Regions from separate parts of the Hordeum vulgare genome. Here region 1 is linked to region 2. The links are chromatin contacts, called in public Hi-C maps. All regions are on one chromosome and are shown on one strand. Each heading gives the region's core, a stretch centred on a gene start, on an enhancer-like site or on the middle of the called end of the contact. The rest is flanking DNA. Distances are from core to core; before and after follow the strand shown.

Region 1 (6,538 bases), core at 281-2,780, 160 kb after region 2:
TACAGTTATGCATAGCCATCATCTCTGTGATTTCTGGATCCGGGCACACAGTTGCACAGATTGGCTGGATGTCATTCTCTTCAACAGAGTACACCACCAGGTCACAGCCGGTGATATTTAGAGCAATTGAATAAAAATGGAAGGACCTCCCAAGAGGTTTCAAAGACAAGTTGTAGATACTGACACCATATGTAATGGGGATGGTTTGGGAGAAGGAGGCCAAGATCCTGTTTGAACTCCAATAAGGATCGCCAAAGTCGATCACCTCGGTGATGCCGTCGCGCAAGAAGAGTTTGGGGGGCTGAGTGGTGCCGTTACAAATGAGGTCGAAGTCAGGCTCAAGGGAGCACCTGGATCCGATGCCGAAGGGATAGCCAAAGCTCACACTGCCGCAGCTTGTTGGGCAGCCATCAATCGTGCCACCAGTTCGAGATGGTTGCGCCCTGTTCCCCTCAGAGCCCTGTTGGCTTGTCATAACTCCAGATGGCAGAGCTGTTAGCTTTCCCAGTGACCCGAGTACCAACACAGAGAACACCATCGGCAAGATGCCCATGATTCTACACTACACCTTGCACTAGAGAAATTCAGGTCAGGCAGCACTACCTTCTCTTCTGGGTACCGCTTTCATGACTGCCTTCCTACTGCATATATATCTATGATTACAAATACTTACAGTTGACCCAAGGAAGACTGGAAAAGGAATCAAATGGGCGTGGATGCGGTCTGTATTTGATGCCATGTGAAAGGAGATGGCCATGCATTACCATGACCTAGTAAATGGCCCTGTGGCTGTGGATGACCATGACCTGGGTGGGGCAGTGGTGTATTTGATGCGATGCTAAGGAGATGACCACAACTTTGACTATGGTGTATTTGATGTGATGCAGAAGGAGAAGAGCATGATCGTGACCTCGTAGACAAGAACTAAGCAAATGTGGATGACCATGACCTGGATGGGGCAGTGCTGTATTTGATGCGATGTTAAGGAGATGACCATGACTTTGACTATGGTGTATTTGATGCGATGCAGAAGGAGAAGAGCATGATTGTGACCTCAGTAGACAAGACCTAAGCAAATCGGTCAATACCTTCTGTTTGCAGACAATTCAAGCCCACCAAAGGGGCCAGTCTATGTCTGCTCCTAATATACCACTTTACACATTTCGCTTGTGGATTTTCTGGATTCCCAAAGGTGTGCACTACACAAGAAATGCATTACCAACAACCAAAGTTCATGCCAAACATAGAAATAAAAAAAGGAGCACGCAAAATTGCAGCATGAAAATGGCGAATCACACGAGAAGCTCACCGCAGTGGGGCATCAGGAGAATGTGGAGGTGGAACATTCTGCTCATCGATAGTGGATGCTGGCTAGCAATCTTCAGTCACCACATGGTGGAGACGAACCTAACTGATACTAGGGGAGTGTTCGGAAACACTCCGGCTCCTGACTCCGCGGTGGAGCGGAACGATCCGTAATGTAATTTTTTCGGAGCGGACGTTCTGCCGCTCCTCCGACGGAGCGGAGTTGCTGGAGCAGTCCATCCCCGAACAGGCACTAGGTGACAGTAACTGAATCCACCACCACCAACACTAGCTGGTGCTCGCATAAGCTGCAACCAAGAAAACAGAGTAAAAATTCTGAACACTGGAGATAAACTACAGAGAAAGAATCAAGTAACGCAATAACAGGAAAATGATCAGCTGTACATTCAAAAAATAACTCGCGCTTTTACCATGGCGCCTGGAAATCATGGTATTGTATACAAATAAAAGCACAGTAATGTATAAATCATCACAAGTGGCAGCGACAAAAATCAAAATGGCCAAACAAAACAGGCTGTATAATAAACTTTAAGTTAAGCCTATTACTAATAATTACTAAATGCAAGAACCCAGTGTATGTGGGAGCTGGGAGTGTGCTCACATTCATGATCTGAATAAAACAACATATCATAGCAATGGAGTGCTCAAAATAATTGCTAATATAATCCAGAATATGCCTTATCAGCATTTCATCAATACAATGCATATGCCAGCCATTCACTCCATGTCTCTACAATCATGATGCCTGGACACAAATTGACTTATGGGTACCAATCTCTGTAGTTTTAGTCTGAAACACAAACCAGTTAACAAAATGGAAACATAATCATCATCCATTATTGACTTGACGGACTCATCTAGCGTGGTAGACTAGCAGACGCCATGAACTCACACTCTAAGCTATAGCATTGTCGGCTGTCTCTTGACTGTAAGTTATCTCTCTCATCCAGTTCTGTTGTCAAAGATTGGCGAGCAGCTATAACTCCTCTTTGAGGTAGTGACTCCGGTAGCATTCGCTCTTCATTTCTCGGATCTGCTTGACATGACTTCACCCGTTTTGTTCGTAGAGTCTGCAGTTCTGTCTCCACTTGTTTCATTGTGGGTCTTTCTTCGCCATATAGCCTTAAGCACGCCTCTGCAAGACAGGCGACACTGTTCACCTCTTCGTCGGTTGCCTCCTCGAGGACCTGAGAGTTAACAATACTTGTGATTCTTCCATCCTTGAATTCCTGGATAAAATAGTTTGACAAGCTCTTGACCATGCCCGATTCACTTGTAAAAACAGGCTTCATTCTGAGAAGCAACTCCACTAGTACCACACCAAAACTGTACACGTCGCTCTTCTCGTTTAACTGTCCGGTATGGAAATACTCTGGATCTAAGTAGCCAAATGTACCCTGTACATTCGTGACAATGTGTGTTTGATCAATCGGAACCAATCTAGAGGTGCCAAAATCTGAAACTTTAGCTGTGTAGTTCACATCCAAGAGTATATTCGAGGATTTCACATCACGATGGAAGATTGATATTGCAGCTGAAGAGTGGAGATAAGATAGAGCTCCTGCTGTTTCCAGGGCAATCCTTAAGTAATCACTCCAAGACAAAGAAAAACCATCACTTGAATCAGCATGAAGAACTTCAGACAGTGAGCCACTGGACACATAGTCATACACGAGCAGTGGAACCTCAGTTTCGAGACAACATCCAAAGAGCTTTACAATATTTCTGTGATTTATCTGAGAGAGAACTGCAACCTCATTGATGAATTGACTGATCTCACACTCCTCAATGACCTTAGATTTTTTTATTGCAACGACACGCTGATCAGATAATATGCCTTTGTAAACCATGCCATGGCCCCCACAGCCGACGATACGCGTAGGATCAAAGTTGTTGGTTGCCTTCTCTAGCTCTTCTAAAGAGAAAATCTTTGTATTCTCATTTGCAGTTTCATCAGATGGTATCAACGTTTCTAGGAGAAGACCTTGGTTCTTCCGGAAGTAGTTCTTCCTTAGTTGCTTTTGAACATTTATTTTCCATCTACGAGTAAGAAACACTATACTGAAGCTCAGAAGAAGAATCATGGAACCACAGGACATCCCAATAATTATACCTGCAAGCATTAAGCTCTTTTAAATTTCTGCTCTGTTTTGTCTATCATAAATATAACAAGAATATAGTCTTACCTAAGAGTAGAGGCTGTTGTTTTATCTTGGTACACTGCATTTTTATTGGATCATACTCAGTCTTGAGAGGACATTCAGTACAACTGAAGCTTCCTTTGGTATTATGGCAGATCCCTTTACAGCTGTTTGGTTGAAGGCATTCGTTAATATCTGAAATTAACAAACTCTTGATAAGATACATTGACAGTGTTAGACCTTTCAGCCTGAGCATTGATAGTTGTGGATGACACTACGAGAGTTGGGACAATTTTCGTTGGTTTATTTCTCACACAATGCCATGCCAACCTGAGGGGTTGGGGATACATATTTATAGGCTGCTAGCCAGCCAAGCATATGCTAAGATGCTAGCCTAAGATGCTATCCTAACTGCCAGTCCTTGATGGTCAAGGATTCTATCCTAACAGCCACAAGGACCATGTGCTGCAGCCCCACAAAGGACTATGTGCTGCAGCCCCACAAAGACCATAGTACATAGACTTATCCATCATTCTCCCCCTAAGTCTTGTACGTCGTCTTGTGGGAGAGTCGAATCATCCCAATCCTGGAGCAGAGTTCGAGGAACTTGATCCTCCCAAGAGGCTTGGTGAGCAGGTTTGCGAGTTGGTCTGTGGTGTTGATGTAGCTCGCCTCGATGCTCCCTTCTTCCAAACAGCTGCGGATGAAGTGATACCTCAGTCGGATGTGCTTGCTCCGTTCGTGGAAAACGGGGTTCTTTGCCAGGGCCAGGGCGGACTTGCTGTCCACCAGGAGCTGCACCGTTCTGGTGTCTCGGACGAGGAGATCACCAAGCAGTCGAGCGAGCCAGAGTGCCAGAGTGCAGGCGGTGGAGGCCGCTATGTACTCGGCCTCACAGCTGGACAGGGCCACCACCTGCTGCTTGACCGATTGCCAGCTCACGAGACACTTGCCGAGGAAGTAGAGGATCCCGCTCGTGCTCTTGCTGGTGTCGATGTCGCCGGCGTGGTCGCTGTCGCTGTACAAGACGAAGTGTGCCGCCCCCGGACACCTAGGGTAGTGGAAGCCGTGGTCGAGTGTCCCTGCCACGTAGCGGACGATCCTCTTCACTGCCTGCTGGTGCTCCGACGTCGGTCGCTCCATGAACCGACTAACATAGCCCACGGAGAATGCCAAGTCCGGCCCTGTGTGGGCGAGGTAGCGAAGGCTCCCCACAAGGCGTCGGTACTGCGTAGCATCCACTTCCTCCGTCGTGCTGTCGCGGCTCAGTTTCAGCCTCTCCTCCATCGGAGTGAGAGCTGGGTGGCAGTCGGTGAGCCCAGCTAGCTCAACGATGCGCTTGGCATAGGCGGACTGTCGAAGCGCGATCCCGGAGTGATCCTGGTGCACCTCGATCCCTAGATAGAAGGAGAGGAGCCCCAGATCACTCATCTGGAAGGTGGCCTTCATGTCTTCCTTGAACGCCGCCACCTCTGCATCTTTGATGCCGGTGATCACCAAGTCGTCAACATAGACGCCCACCAGCAGGGCATTTCCTCCACTGCCCCGTCGGTAGACGGCCGCCTCATGCGGGCTTTGCTCGAAGCCCATCTTCTTTAGCGTGGAGTCCAGCTTGGCGTTCCACGCCCTAGGTGCCTGCCGTAGGCCGTAGAGAGCCTTACGCAGGCGGAGTACCTTGCCCTCCTGGCCGGGGATCGCAAATCCCGGTGGCTGATGCACATAGACTTCCTCCTTCAAGTCGCCGTTGAGGAATGCCGACTTGACATCCATGTGATGGAGACGCCAGCCCTCCTGGGCAGCTAGTGCAAGGAGAAGTCGCACGGACTCCATCCGTGCCACGGGAGCGAAAGCGTCGTCGAAGTCGACTCCTTCCTGCTGCAAGAAGCCTCGGGCCACCAAGCGAGCCTTGTGCTTGATGATGGCGACGGCTCCATCCCTCTTCAGCTTGAACACCCACTTAAGGGTGATTGCGCGGTGACCACGAGGGAGGTCAGCGAGCTCCCAGGTGCGGTTCTGCTCGACCGCATCCATCTCCAACTGCATCGCGGCGCGCCATGCCGCGTCTCTCTCGGCCTCTGCAAATGACCGAGGTTCGCCGTCCTCACACGCGAGTTGTAGCTGCGCCTCCAGGTCGCGTGGCACCAGTCCCGGCACCGGCTGGTCGCCGAGTAGATTATCCATCGTACGATACCGCAGCGGTTCGCCGCTATGATACGCGTCATTGCGCTCCTCGTCGTGAGTGAGCGGGGAAGCGAACTTCATCGGGTTGTGCTCTGCGTGAGCTGGTGCTGATGAAGACGAGCCCGGAGTGGTGACTGTCGGGGCTGGAGTATGCGGCGTCGCCGGTTGTGGTGCCGTCGGCGTAGCAGGCACCGGAGTCGATTTAGTTTTGGAGCTGGGGTAGACGTGCTCGGCGAAGAGGAGCTACTTGCTCCCCAAGCTTCCTTGAAGTGGACGTACTCGACAATGAAGTCGTCATACGCCGGCGTCTAGCTGTCGTCCACTGCCTTGTCCCACTTCCACCCTCGCCCTTCGTTGAACACGACGTCTCGCGCCGTGCGCACACGCTGTGTCTCTGGGTCGAGGATGCGGTAGGCCTTTGAGCCCTCCGCATAGCCGATGAAGACTCCCGGAGTACTCCTGTCGTCGAGCTTGCCGATGTGGCCGAGCTCTTTGGCGAATGCAAGGCAGCCAAAGACCCGCAAGTGGGAGACCGTCGGCTTCCGCCCATGCCAGGCCTCGTACGGCGTCCTGCCGTCGAGTGCCTTAGTAGGCGAGCGGTTGAGGATGTAGACGGCCGTTAGCACCGCCTCTCCCCAGAAAACAGCCGGCATCTCTCTCTGCTTGAGGAGAGCCCGAGCCATCCCCACAACCGTCTGGTTGCGCCGCTCGACGACGCCGTTTTGCTGCGGGCTGTACGGCGCGGAGTAGTGGCGCTGGATGCCCTCATCAGTGCAGTACGATGCGAATTCAGCCGCTGTGAATTCGCCGCTGTTGTCAGTGCGTAACACGCGCAGTTTGCGGCCGCTCTCCGCCTCCACAGCAACTTGCGCGCGCCTGATGGCGTCCGC
Region 2 (6,410 bases), core at 656-3,155:
AATGGTTGAGGAACAGTGCGCTTAGACCTCTCTGATCCAGACATACTAGGCTTTGTTGGTGACTTAGGCAGAGCAGACATTTCTTGATCGATCAACTTCAGTGAATCTTGGTTTACAAGCTTGTCTTCCCCTGTTTCCCCGTCTATGGCCGGTTCTACACAAGTTACTTGGCCCTCTGGAGAACTATCATGATCACTGCCACTAACAACTTCCTCGCAACCACGAGTGTTCTCATCTGGTGGGCATATAACAACACCATCTGATTCTTCGTCCGTGGAGATTTCCGCAGCCTCTTTCACCATTGGACTGCAGAAAATAAAGAATATAAGTACAGCTCTGCAGCTGGAGCTTTCTAGGAATTGTAATGAGACGGAATAAATGGATAAACATTGGGGGCTCCAACTACCTTCTATAAATAAAAAAGTGCAACCTCATAAACTATTCGGTGCAAATATCGTGCAAGCAACTTCAGCACATATAGAAATACTCTAATATTCTCCAATAATGAACTAAGAGTCAGGTGCATTTAGTGCATTCAGGCAAATGATAGGCTCCTGACCTGAGCATTATGATAGCCAATCCTCCATAAAGACTCGTAATGCCGACATATATATGTGACAACTGACAATGAAGTATAAACATAAGAGCACTTCTGTAAATTTGGACACATCCTATGTATGTAACTACATGAAGATACTCAATGCCACTTCTCATAACTCTTCAAATTGAACATCTGAATCGAATTGCTCTAGAAAAAAATGCATGCCAGCTTATGTCTTAATGCTTAATAAAAAAGGAAAATATTTTTGATAACATAAATGTGTGGCCATGCATCTAATCAGAAACAAGATACATATCCGCACGGAAATTCCAGCTGATGCCCAAGAAGTGTTGACAAAGATCACCAGATCTCAACTGCGTATCGACCAGCCACACAATATGTAAAAAAAGGATCCTAAAAAGTCAAACTTGCACGATCCTCACAGCCAAGGCCACCTAAGACACTATCTGAAAATCTCCACATGGAAAAGCTGGTGACTAAAAAAAGTTGCAATTAAAAATTCGTGTAAGATGTGCCAAGATGTACAAGTACAACTAAAATTTGCCGGTGGAAGTTGAGGAGCGCACATCCACCAGAAATTCCTCATGCACCCTAGAATGATTCAAGCTTGCTAGAACAAGATGGAATATCCATCTCGCCCAGACTTATTCCTCTGGATAGAAGGGGAAAAAAAGGAAACAATAAGTTCTCTTAGCTCAAAAAAGATGAGCTGGGCTCCTAAAAAAAACCTGAGTTTGGCAACCTAGGTTCAGTGTAAGACATTTGAGGGCTACGTTGAATCTGTCTCCTCCAATACGAAACCCTAGGTCGCCCAATCTAGAGTTCCGGGCCAAGAAAATGAATCCCCTAATAGAAACACCAAAAGCACGCATGAATCGTGCACGGCTCAAACGGATCTGGCGGCACGCCGAAGGACGAGCTCGCCAGCTCCGACATTGCTGAGGAACCACGCCCGTATATGACCCCATCCTGAAAACAAAAAAAAAATGCAGCAAACAGAATGCAGACGGTACTAGTAGTACTGTAATACTGCCCTTACATGGTCTCCGCCCCTTTGCTGGTGAGATCCCACCGGCGCCGGGCCGCCGCCGACGCGTCGCCGCCCCCCTCGCCGCTCGCCGCCATGGCCGCAGGGGTGGCCGGAACGAGCTCGGCCCGCCCCGCTCCGCTGCTGCTGCTGCTGCCGCGCGGCTCCCCGACCGACCTCGCGGCCTCGCCTGGCCCCGCCGCCGTGGAGCGGCTCCACCAACCTCGCTAGCTAGCTCGCGGCGCTGCCGAGAGGGAGGGAGTGTGCGCTTGTGTGTGGGATCGAGTGTGTGCGCCTGGCTGTGTGGGTCGAGTGTGTCCGCGAGGGGGGGTGGGTGCGGTGGGTGCTTTGCTTCGAGCTCGGTGCGCGGGGCGGGGGGGCGGTGCTGTGGGGTTGTGGCCTTGTGGGGCGGAGCTCACGTGTAAGTGGAGGTGACTTGGCTTGGACTTTGGACCTTTCCGTGGATGGCCGTGCAGTGCTGGCTGCCTGGCTGGCGATGGTGTCGCAGGGATCATCCGGCTCACGCCAACTGTATTGTACAGCTGTGCAGATACATGAACGTTGAGTTGTGTGTGAAGGGGATGGGGGGTGAAGGCTTAGAGCATCTCCAGCCGTTCGGCTCACGAAAAGCGTGAAATAGCGCCCTCTGCGATTCGTCGGCGAAAAAATGGGTGTCCCAACTAATTTATTTTTTTAAACTCGGACCAAAATCGACTTGATTTCGAACGAAATTCATAGTTTTTATTAAAGTTTGTACAAAAATGGAATAAAAACATAATTAAACTACATCACCGCCTCCCGCCGTTGTCGCCCGACGCCGCCGCCTTCTACATGCCGAGAAGCTTGTAGAAGTTGGTGTAGTCACCGTCGCCGTCGTCATCCTGCGCTCCGTCGCCGTTCTTGTTACACCCATATCCTGGGTCGTCGTGGCGAACGGGGTTGGAAGGCCCCGACGCCTCCTCGCTGCTGTCATCGAGGATGACGACGCCACCCTCCTCGCGGGCGCGGCGCCGGGCGGCGATCTCCTCAAGGGCACGACGTTGGCGCTCCATCTCCTCCCGAACGTAGTCGTCCCGCGCCCATTTGAGGGCGGTCTCGTCATCGACGACCATGGACAGGTGCTCCTGCTTGACGGGGAGGAGTCCTGGCTCCGTCTTCGGCTTGACGAGGCGGGAGGAGGCGCCGGGCTCATTGATGACGATGCAGCCGCTGCGCGTGCGCCACCCCAACGGCGTCTCCTGCGTCTCCGGCTTGACGAGGAGGAACGTCGGCGACCCGGAGAAGCGGGAGCAGGAGCTGGACGAGGAGGACGACGTTGTCTCCATCCGCCTCGGCGTCCAGGAGCTACCGCGGCAGCGGGAGAAGGCGGGTGGCGGTTGGTACTCGTACCTCAGCGAGTTGCTGCCCCTCGGAGTTGTGGCAACCGTGGGGTTCGACCTCGTTGGTGGCGGCGAGCTTGTCGGCGTGACGGCGTTCGAAGCACACCGTCCATAGTGTGTTGCTATCGGGGGTGTACCTCGGCAGGTTGCACGAGCTCTCCCGCAGCGACGATCGGATGTGCGCGATCTCCGCCCGCCGGTCAGCTCCAGTGGACGACGGTGGCACTGGGACTCCGTCGACGCTCAGCCTCCATGAACCCCGCACCCGCATGTCCGGCCGCACCGGGTAGTCCGACTCATAGAGAAAGCGGGCCTCATCCTCGTGGAGATGACGGCGGGCGAAGCCATTGGCTACCGCTCCGTCACCGGGGAAACGTCCGGCCATCTTTTGGGGAAAGAAAGGGAGAGGAGGCGTCGGTGGCAAAGAAGGAGAAGAGAGGGCATCGACGAGAGATGTGTGTGGCCACCAGCAGGGAGAGGGCACCTTTATATAGCCGCGAGCGGGCAGGAAAAGCGGAGCAGCGCCGTGTGAACGTGTGGCAGGAAACGACGCGACATGTGTCGTCGGGACGCGCCTCGCCGTGCCTTCCCTGCGCAGCCCGTGAATCAATGGAAGGATGACCGACGGTGCAACCTTCGCATTGATACCCGTTGGAAATGAGACGATGAGGACGACGACCGCGTGCGCCAGTCGCTGACTCGGGGGGCCAAGAGATTTTTTTTTGCGCCAAAAATGTTTCTGACGGCGCCCCGGGGCGACCCTGAGCGCACTGGGTTCGACATGGAACCGTCGGGCCAATTTTGGCCCTAGCCGGCAAAACGGGCTCCCGGGGGCGCGACTGGGCCGTTTTTTCCTCGTCCGTAAAAAGGCGGAGGGGTGTGTTGGGGACGCGGTTGAAGATGCTCTTAGAACATCTACAACCGGCTACCCCATATCTATTCAAATGTTCGGATGGTCTTCCTGGATAGAAAAAATGCACCAAATCCGAGTGAGTTAATTCGCCCCAAGCGTCCAGGTTGAACTGCAACCCTCATACGCGGCACATATATTGGACGGATATTACAACATCCGAACGAGTCTGTCATGTAAGACTGACTGCAAAGGCCCACACCAAATCACTTGAAGGCATTCTCTCATTGTCCAACCTGACGTGTTCCCTTTCTCTTACCTCGTCCACAGAGTCACGAGTGTAGCTTCGTCGCAATCGTTGCTCGACGCACTGTGTTGTCAAGGATGTGGAGAGGATATTCAGAGTGCTACAAACACGTTGGATTGTTGTTCGTAGAGTTGCAATAATGTGGGAAGTGGACACACTTTGACACCTCGTGACATGTTGTGTAATCTTGCACAACATGATTATCGAGGATGAAAGTTAAGAGGCAGCCCGCACACATGACTTTGAGAAGTCCGGTATTCAGGTCTGCCTCACGGAACAAGAAGCGACGGAACATATTACCAACTTTTTTGAGATGCATCGACAACTTCAAGATCAATAGAGGCATATTCAACTTTTCAATGGTCTTGTGAAGCATATGTGGATCCATGCTCTGAACTAAATGTTTTTTATGTTTTAGTTATGCACTATGAATAATTTTTATTTCTAGACTATGTTGGATTATGTATTTTATGTACAATTTTTTTGTATTTGTGTGTGATAATCGACGTACAAGTATTTGTATGAATTTGATGTTTAAGTAGGGGTTGTGGTTGCAAATGTGGTCATTTGAGGGTCGGGCCGACGCTCCTCCTCGTCATGTCCGACCACGTTCGCGGATGTATAGGAGCCCAGATTTACCAACTGCGGATGTAGATGCTCTTAACGCATCTATAGTCGAACGGGACATGGCCATCAAACGTTCGCGGACGCACCCTATCAATGTTCTAGCGTATCTATTTTAAGAATATATTTGTCCGCATACGTAGCCATGCTCTTCATTTAGGGCATCTCCAAAGAGAACCTCAAACCCTATATGTCTGGACCACAGTGTTCGGACCACTTTTGTCATCCAATGAAGACTTCTTTATATGTCCGTTTAACAATCTGGACATACGAATTTCGGTATGCAAGAGACAAACATGGGAGAGCTTTGCTATAGTCCAGACATGCACTTAATCAATCACATGCATGGTTCCCTTCTTCTCTCTTTCCTCCCAACCGCACATGCATGATCTCATCTCATCTCTTTCCTCTCAACCGGACACTAAACCACAAATATCACACCACGTGCATGGTTCTAACCTACTTTTTCTCCCCCAACCAAATACTTTGGGTGTGTTTGGCAGCCATAGCAGCCGGCCCTGGCTAGCTAAAGGTCGGCTCACATGAGGCTAGTTGAGTAAATACAGTCGCTAAACCAACATCTTGTTCAGCACAAACATGGACTTGAACAGATGCCACTTCATATTGTTCCCCCTACCATCCTTCTTGGTCTTTAGTGTAGTGGCAACAGAAGGTGACAGTTGGCTCAAAGATAGACGCACTAGGTGACACCTCAAACACGTCTGGATCAAAAGGCATGTTCTGATCGAGGAGGGGTTGCGAGTCCTTGACAAAGGAGGCCGTGAACTGGCTGTCCTCTGGCGTGACTACGATATCGCGTCTACATGGTCATGTCCTACAATTGTATCACACATAGATAGTAAGCATAACACAAATAATACCACAACATCTAGCTATCTCAACATGAGAACTATCTACTATAGCATGCTACAAATCCATATTGTCCATCCATACAATTCATCCATAATGTTCATCGCTGTCATACTACTCTAGCTACACATATCTAGAACAAATAGCTACCACAACATCAAAATCTAGCATGTGCTAAAACATCACATCCTACCACGTTTTTGCACATATAACTCTATGACCACATCCTCTTAGATCTAGATACAACGAATAGTGATAAAAGAGGTGACTGAACTCATAGAGGCCATGGTTACAGCTCGGCTGGACGCGCGAGGGGTCGGAGAAGCTCAGGAGGTGAGTCGTCGTCGTCGTGAACTGTCGGTCGTTGAAGGAGCTCTGCTTACCTCGTCGTCGGTGTCGTTGTGTGTCGGTAGGAAAGATCAAAAGGGGGAGAAGAGTGGTGGGGCTTTGGGCGGCGAGAGGAGGGGGCTAAATAGGGCGATCAAATTGATGGGATGTGAGCCAAAATCCTCCCGTCAATTTTTTGAAGATGCGCACGAACTCGCGCCATCTCCCTGGTCGCACGACCTCAGCGCTGCGTTCCTCTCATGTGTCTCGCACGAGCCAGGCACTCAAGAAACTGTCGGTCTAAGTATAGGTCATGGGTCTGGCTTGGAGTGCTTTAAAGTTCACGCTATGTAGGTCGAACAATGTATGCAGGCCAACCAAACAGTCTGATTCCTTCCCCCGCGGCCCTGGTTGGGCCTTATGTGGGCAACCAAAGGGACCCTTTCTGATTAACATTTGGATGG

Evidence for each region. A called contact is a pair of places that touch in the nucleus more often than the background predicts.
Region 1: a Hi-C map of leaf shows a contact between it and region 2, with 2.3 times the contacts expected there. The contact joins the promoter of LOC123452757 here to the promoter of LOC123452753 in region 2. A contact is called at or near these places in 3 of 6 Hi-C or Micro-C datasets (leaf and seedling) and 1 of 1 datasets of contacts at active chromatin or transcription factors (embryo).

What each region holds. Positions count from the first base shown.
Region 1 is chr5H:549,609,953-549,616,490 of MorexV3_pseudomolecules_assembly, forward strand. It overlaps LOC123452757 (wall-associated receptor kinase 5-like), which reads right to left and starts at 1,531. Exons shown (of 4, transcript XM_045129464.1): 1 at 1-1,531. The coding sequence starts at 553. It overlaps LOC123452758 (putative wall-associated receptor kinase-like 16), which reads right to left. Exons shown (of 5, transcript XM_045129467.1): 4 at 3,513-3,662; 5 at 1,954-3,439. The coding sequence ends at 2,184.
Region 2 is chr5H:549,447,355-549,453,764 of MorexV3_pseudomolecules_assembly, forward strand. It overlaps LOC123452753 (protein WVD2-like 1), which reads right to left and starts at 1,906. Exons shown (of 7, transcript XM_045129462.1): 1 at 1,602-1,906; 2 at 1-306. The coding sequence starts at 1,687. It overlaps LOC123452754 (a long non-coding RNA gene), which reads right to left and starts at 1,595. Exons shown (of 2, transcript XR_006632653.1): 1 at 1,305-1,595; 2 at 855-1,214.